Regions from separate parts of the Mus musculus genome. Here region 2 is linked to region 1. Evidence: chromatin contacts called from public promoter capture Hi-C data. All regions are on one chromosome and are shown on one strand. Each heading gives the region's core, a stretch centred on a gene start, on an enhancer-like site or on the middle of the called end of the contact. The rest is flanking DNA. Distances are from core to core; before and after follow the strand shown.

Evidence for each region. Promoter capture Hi-C pulls out the DNA fragments that hold promoters and counts their contacts.
Region 2: a contact with region 1 is called in a promoter capture Hi-C map of liver. The contact joins the promoter of Cps1 here to the enhancer-like site in region 1. A contact is called at or near these places in 2 of 39 promoter capture datasets (both in liver), 9 of 484 Hi-C or Micro-C datasets (Sertoli cells, liver and nephron progenitors) and 5 of 115 datasets of contacts at active chromatin or transcription factors (hepatocytes, intestinal crypt epithelium and liver).

Annotation. Positions count from the first base shown.
Region 1 is chr1:67,059,488-67,063,525 of GRCm38.p6, reverse strand. No RefSeq gene overlaps it. Among named protein-coding and RNA genes, the nearest start is that of Lancl1, 23 kb to the right of the region's middle. Within about 2 kb of position 1,890, at least 12 of the 459 cell types and tissues checked have an H3K27ac peak or open chromatin away from gene starts, as enhancers often do. A contact at or near this core is called in hepatocytes and liver, where this site is marked.
Region 2 is chr1:67,120,769-67,124,806 of GRCm38.p6, reverse strand. Cps1 (carbamoyl-phosphate synthetase 1) reads right to left here and starts at 1,780. Exons shown (of 38, transcript NM_001080809.2): 1 at 1,517-1,780. The coding sequence starts at 1,642.

The DNA of each region.
Region 1 (4,038 bases), core at 641-3,140:
TTGGCAAAACTGAATTTCCCTAGTCATCATTCAGTGAAAGAAATACTGTTGCCCATTTTCCTCATGCCAATATCGCATAAATAATATTAAGACCCTCCTCTCCTAGGCAGAGTAAAGGGCGGACTCTTCTGGTCTCTTGTTGGCTAAAGGGCCTAGGGCATAGCTAGTGGGAAACGTTCCTACATACCATATCTCAGGTTTGCCTATGTGCTGACCCCTTCCATGGCGCCGTTTAGATATAAGAAAATCATAAAATGTAGACATTGGCCATCCTCCTGAATTGCTAGCTCCCTAAGCACATTTATGATTGAACAGACATTGGACAATGTCAGTCACAGTAAGGAAGGCTGTTCTCCTCTCTTGATTGTGTCACCAGTAAGATGCATGTGTGTAGCAGTACACTTAGCTCCTGCAGAATGGTGAAGAACAGGGTTTGGAGCATTGCTCAGTCTTACACCAGAAGAAATACAACTGCATGAAAAATAGCCACACCCATTCCCAATGAGTATTCAAGAAGGGACTCTTATATTTAGTTCTGTATGACTTCAATGCATAACTCTTGGAATCAGGATGACTTCATTAAATTACCTGGACTGAGACCTTATGAGCTGTTAGACCTTGAGCAATTTAGTTAACCCTGTTTGTCGACAGTTTTCTCATCTGTAGATTGAAAATAATTGTAGGATTAAACTCGTGTCATGGAGGTGAGGATGGAGTGTCATGACACATCAAGAGTTTAATGCATAGCCTGCAGTAAGGTCTTGGCATACACTAAGAATTCAGTAAACCTTAGCCACGGGTACTGAAAAAGCTTCTTTCCTATATTTTGCTTGCTTTTCACATGGCTGAGGACTTGAGGATTTGGTGAGCTGTCTGTTTTCTTTTGGACTAATGACGATTAGAAATGGCTGCAGCCAGATGGAGAATGCCAAGGAGCAAACAAGGGATGTTCACACGTGGACACACACCTGTTTTGATCCAGTGTTCCAGGCAGTGACCCACCAGTAAATGTCACTAGGGAAGAGGAAAGCACCATGGAGCAGCCTGACAGCAAGAAAGTGGCATCTGCCTGGACCACATGCAAGGAGGGTATGGAATCTTTGAAAGAAAGAAAAAAAAAGAGGAAAAAACACATCTTCCTGTTTTGACAGTTCTAAGAGTTCAGAGAGGAAAGTCAACTTTGTAGAATAAAGCAATATGTGTGCCTTGAGACCTCCCAAGAAAAAGGAGAGAGAGGCAGCTTGTTACTGTGTGTGTGCTAAGAGCTTTGGCCCTCATCTGCACTGTGCTATACAGAGAGGATTTGAGTTGTTTTTTTCCTGATGTGGCATACAATTCTTCCTTCCTTCTTGGACTTGCCTTGTGCTGCTTCAGATACTAAGAACAAACATAGCATCGTCGAGCAGCAGTCCTGAACAATAATGCTCCATTTTACCCTGAATATCCTCCCCCTTCAAAGAATGTTGAGTTGGAGTCAAACATACAAATTCCTGAAAATTATAGCAACCACGGAGGTAACAGAATAAAAATGAACTCACCAATGCATTATACTGCCCATTATAAATAATAGTTACAGCAGAAACTGAAATAGGCAAAGGCAGGGGATGTACCAATAAGGAGTAAGAGAGAACACACCTGCCAGAGGAGAGAAGAAAGATGAGAACTGATATTTATGCAGAGGGTTCACCTCTCTCCCTTCAGACGCAAGAACGCTTATTTAATGAGTCTCTCTCTATCAACTTGTCAAGCAAAACAGCTGCACCTTATGAGTTAAAGTGACATGTCTCCACAAAGCTTCCCAAACAGAGCTTCAAGCTTACTGCACAGTGTAAAGGGAAACCCCACACAACCGTGCTCTCCCGCCTCCTAAGAATTGCCTGTGCCATCTAGTGGCAGCGTGTGATATAGCATCCAACTGGTTAAAGGATCCACTTCACCTTACTGCAGTTTACTGCAGAGTGTAGGAGGGAATTTTCACCGGTTCTCACCACTAGATAAAGAAATAAAGGCACCTAAGGGCTGCTTGGATATGTATATCCCAGCATACCTATGTGTGTTCCAATAATAAAGAAAAAGTGCTTATCAACTAGAGAATGGACCAAGAAACATGAAAGAGGCTGGAGCCAGAGAGCCTAGGAGTTAAAGGGAGAACAAAGAAAGGGGAAAGTGACATGATTCTATTTTAATTAAAATGCGTTTTAAAAAGACTTCAGTGTTCCACCTCATCACAGAATGTCTTCTGGAAAAACCTTACCTGATTATGGAACCAGTGGTCTCCTCTCTGTACAAAGGAATCATGTTGAGAGAGTTTTAAAATAGATCAATGCTGGATTTTTGTAAAACACACATCCCATCAGAATTTCTAGGACTCAGGCTCAAGGAATTGGTTAGTTTCTGTTAATTAATTTTGTTTTGTTTTAATTGGGGGAGGGGTTCTTCAGAGCATTTAGGTCCTCAACCTGTGGGTTGCAACCCCTTTGGGGCCCAACCAACATCTTAGAGGGGTCAGATATCTCATATATTACATATCAGATTGTAGGAGGAACAGCATGGCCACCTATGAATAAATGTCAGGGACCACACAGCTGCAAAGGCATCTCCTGCAGGAGGACCTAATTGAGGACTGCCTGAGAGACCAAGAATCGCTGACACTGACAGTCCCAGTCAAGTGGGAACTGCTGTTTAGAATAGATGCTTTCTTGGGACCAATGGGGTGTGGGTGGATGGTATTAAAGGAACTTGCACACCATTCAGATGAGCTTGCTGTGGTGTTTCTCAGCTGCTCCTATAGTCAGTGCCACTGATTCTGCACTATGTCACCTCCAACCCCCACGGGCAAGGGTCAACCCCAAGGGTCGGACAGCGGGTGGTCCATGGCACATGCAACATCATATATGTACACTGTGATTCATAATAGTAACAAAATTACAGTTATGAGGTAGCAACAGAAATAATGTTATGGTCAGGGGTCACCACATCCTGAGAAACTGTGTATGTTGAAGGGTCACAGCGTTAGGAAGGTTGAGAATCCCCTGCTTTAGAGCAGTCTGAGCTTTGAGAAAACAAAGCTAACTCAAGTCTTCCTTTTAAAAGTAGAGTAAGCATGGTAGAAGCAAAGGGACCCAAGATGTACTTCCCCCAAGGATGTAACACTCCTTTCCTTAAAACTCAACTGTAAAGTTGCTCAAACAAAAGCAACAAATGCAAGCTGTAGGCTTGGAAAGATGCTTTTTTATAATGAAACATTTGATCTTCCAAAGATAAATAGAATTTTTGCTATTTTTACTATATCTCATTTATTGAGGCAGTTATTAAACTTTTACTCTATGCTCTCAGATGTTCCCAGCATTAAGAGCTGAATTTTCTTTACCACTTGCCTTACTTTTTAAAAGATGTAAAACAAAAGTAGAGATAAAACAATAAAACTTTGTATAGGGTCTTGATTCAGAGCGAAAAATAAAAATAATCAAATAGTGCTGCATGTAATTTTAAAGGCCATGCTACCTCCTTGTCTAGGCCGCAGCCAGCACTCTTGGCTTAGCTCTGCCAATGGTGAGCTGGCGCCTTTCCCGGGGAGCTGCCCTAGCCCCTCCAGGCTAGCTTCACCGAGCAGCCAGCTATCGCCCACCTTAGGCCCTCGGAAGAAAAACACTAGACCACTTTATTATTTTAAAACTTGCCAGATAACACAATTGCTGAGCATAGAAATCTCTCACCCTCAACTTATCAGCTATCTTATATCAGCCATCTACGGTGATAGAGGACACTGGTTCTGGTTGCCCTAAGACCTTACATAGTTGTGCATCTTATTCTATTCGTTCCAAAGCCTGACTCAAAGAGCTCCCCTTCCCCCACTACACCCCCCACCCCACCCCCACCCCCGCAGCTGTTCTTGTTCCTCCTGGACCTGGAAGTCCCACCTTTTTCCTTTTGCCCAGCAATTGGCTTCCACCTTCTTTAATGACCAAATCAAGAACCAATGTGGGAAACAACACTTCCCCCTACAAAAGAGAAAGGTAAAATTAGAAAGACTTACCA
Region 2 (4,038 bases), core at 531-3,030, 61 kb before region 1:
ATTGAAACACTTAACTAAAGCTAAACCACCATTCTCTGTATATCAAGGTACTATGTCCTTATTGATGCTTTAGAATATCCATTCTCCTTTCTGGCTTCCATCTTATTATCAAAATGAATCCAACATGGCTTTCTTAGGCTTTGTAATAAATTCTCAGGGTAGCAGGCTCAAGTTGGTATCATGTCATTGATGTAAGCATAAGTGTCTCTCTCCCTTTCCCTCCCACTCCTCCTCCCCTTCCCCATCCTCCTCTTCCTCTCCCTACCCTCCATGCCACCATCCTTTCCTTCCACCCTCTTTTTCTCTCCCACCAGTCTTCTTATGTCTCTCTCCTGTCCCTGGAATCTATAAGAACCTATAGAAATTGCCTGTTCCCACACATGCCAGAATCCAAAGCCCCTGAAATCCTGACCAAGGCATTATAAGCAAAAGAATCTCTTTTGGTATAGCATTGGAAATGTAAATGAGCTAAATACCTAATAAAAAATGGAAAAAAAAAAAGAGTCAAATGTCAAAAAAAAAAAAAAAGGAATCTAAGGAGCACCAGGACAATTTTTAGTCAGCCTACTATGCACCCAAACTACAAGCAGAATTCCCAGTGCTACTCAACCTGTTTTTACTCAACACTGAAAAAGAATGGTGTTTTTTTTCTACTTTTTTATAGCTCTTTGCTCTAAAGAAACAGTGTATTGAAGCTACTATGATTTCTGAAGCTTTGTATTCAGTAAAGAAGTGTTTCATTGACCAAGTCCCCATGATGCAATTAGCCTTCTCCAGTGAGAAATATCATAAAGAGATAGGAAAAGGTAGAGGTTCCTATAGGGATTTCATAACCAGGGGTGGGGGTAGGAGGGAAAGAATTTACTTTTCCACTGTGACCTTGGCCTCTCTGCTACAGATAAACCTGGACAGACAGATTTTTCAGCTGCTGTTTGCCTCAAAATCTGATTCTGCAAAAAGGAGAATCATAAATTTTTCCTCTGATAAGAAGGTTAAGAGAGCATGGAAATGCTGTCTTCCTCTGTGTACAGGGATATCCAATATTAAAAATTCGTAGATATTTTTCTTCTAAACTTTTAAAACCTTATATGTCTAGGAAGAAACCTTTTCAGTTAAGCCATTATAAAACAAAGGCTTAGCATACTTGGGGGCGGGGGGGGAGTATTCCTTGTGTACATAGAACCTGCTTCTTTCAACTCAGACCATTAGCAATAAAATCAAGGCATAAACTAAACTATGATAACTTTTTTAAGTGTACCCTTTTCCTAGTAGTACACTTATAGTTTATATGTCCGTAGAAACTGGAGTCATTCTTCATATTGGATAAATATCACCTCCACCTTACTCAGAGAAGATTAAAAATAATCATTTGCCATATCAATGGATTCTATGGTAAAGCACTTTTTTAATAAACAACTTTGTTCGAAGCTGTATTTGCCCTGTCAGCACCACATTGGCTTCGCTGCAAAACTGTGTCCAGTGCATTATCATCAGACACAAGAAACAGGGGTGTTACCTTCACAGAAAGGAGCCTGATGCCAGGTCTGGAGAAGTCCCACTGTCGCTTCGTAGTCACATTGGCAAAACCAAAGCCACTCTTCAGGGTCTTCACCACTTTGCAAGCTGTCAAAATCCTCGTCATTTTGAAGATGTTTTGTGACTAAAATTAAATCACAAATATCTCATGAGATTTTGATGTCCAATTTGTTTGTAACCAGTGTGAAAGAAAGCTGTGTGGCGACAGTACAGTTGAGGCTGTAGGCTGACTGCACAGCGATCTTTGACTCCCCATTCATTCTGCCATTAAATAACCTATCTACAGCTCCTCCTTTCCTTAGCCCCTCCTCCCAAGCTGATGTCCAGAGATGTTCCAATGGACATGTCATACAAATTGCAACATAACAAGTGGCACCTTCTCCTGTGGAAATCATGATACTGCTGTAGCAAGCAAGCTAGCCATCAAAGGAGTTGCTTATGTAGCTGAATAACATGACCCAGGCATGGTAAACAGCCTTAGGTGTACTCCTTCTTCAAAGGGCAGTACCTTGCTAATAATGCAAAAGATCAAACACTTTGCTAAGTTGGAAATGGTGCCTCATTCACTTCAGAATCCATTTGGATTTCAAGAAAACCCAAATATGGAAAAGGTTTCTGCTTGAAAAAGGATGATGGAAACCACATCCAGTAAAGAAAATATCAAAACAAACATTCCTCTACAAATATACAGAAAACATCTGAGTTACTTGGGAAGAGAAACTACTAATGAAGTAATATATTATATTTCTATTACAACACTCTTCTTCATTCTAGATTTTAAAGCTATTGGTAACCCTAATCAGAACACAAGGGAACAAAGGAATTTACTGTGTATCTCCAGATCTCTTAAGCCTGTAAAAATGAGAATAGAACAATGGGAAACAATTTAATATAAACATTAATCTCAATTATTTAGTGATTTAAGTATCACCTAAGATAATGCAAGATTTGGGCATTTGTGTTTTGACCTAAATACAATTACTCAATTCATGCTTTAGCCACAGGTAAGAGTGGGCAGTCAAAGGGTCACATTGGCTAGCAGGGCATCTCACTTAAGCCAAGGCACATAAAGAGAAGGCAGCCCCACAGCATCATTGCCAGACAGCCTTGAAGGCCAGGAAATGTAAGCTGTGAAGACTTACTCCTTAGGATTTCCATAGTGAAGGTGATGACATAAAGGTATGTTAATTTCACTGACATAGTGTCAATGCTGGAAGGGAAAATACGAACCCACAAATAAGTATCAAAGCAGAGCTTAAATCCTCTGTCTTGATGCATTAGTATAGAAACATTCACTGGGGTCAAACTATTTGAAAAAATAGTTAAAATTCTTAAACTCAAAATAGAAAATTCATACATTGGGACTCCACACGCAACCTCAAGATTGGAAAGCCCGGAAATGGATAAATAATGAATAAAATGGTGAGTGTCTTTGGAATTAAGTGCCCAGATAGACTAGAACTTACAACCAAACTGTCAAACATTATGACATGAAGGAGGAAGCTTACACTTGGGCAAGTCAAAGGGGTGGGGCTTAGGACATGATGGGTAGGGATCACGAAAGTCAGGCAAGAAAAATTTAAAAGAATAGTACACTTTCATGAAAGACATTCTTCATAATATTTTGAATTTTTCCCACATTGCTATGATTCTTTCCTTACATAAGCTGCATACATTCAGCTAAGGAGGGTGTCCAGAATATATCACGGACACAGATGATGGGCCTTGTCTTAGAAAATTTACTGCTTATAAGCCAGGACATTGTGGGTCTCTACGTTTATATAATTCATTTGTCTGGAAAAGTAAAATTATTTTACACAGTAACTTTCCCTCTGTTACTCATGCACTTACCATAGTTGTCACTGTCTATAGCTTTATTATTTTCTTGTATGTAATCCCACATAGAGAAATAAAATCAAGGCATTTATCACATTTGGAAGAATTACAAACATTCCTTTTAATTTAATGCTCAAAAAGCATTTTATTCTTTTCCATAAATTGAAATGTAAATTCATTTTCTCTCTCTCTCTCTCTCTCTCTCTCTCTCTCTTTCTCTCTCTCTCCCCTCCCTCCCTCCCTCCCTCCCTTCTTCCCTTCCTCCCTTCCCCTCCTTTGCTGGGGATATGGTTCAAATGAAGGGCTTGCAGCTAAAATCCCATTGCTGCAATCTTAGGAATCTTAGAATCTTAGGAAGCTCATGGATCCACTAGCTTGGCATACATGGTGAAAACTGTTTCATACTAGGTGGAAGATGAGGACCAACACATGAGATTATCTTCTCACCTCTATTCATATACTGTGCATACACATACCTGTACTTATGCACAGGAACACACACACATAAGTAAGAGTATATGTGTACAATATACATATATGTATATATAATCAATATATACTAATTGTATATAACTAATACAACTAGTTATCAAATTAAAAAAATAATAGCTCTCAGTCTTCCAAAGTATTTAAGTTTAGAAATTTGCAACTACAATATCTATTATT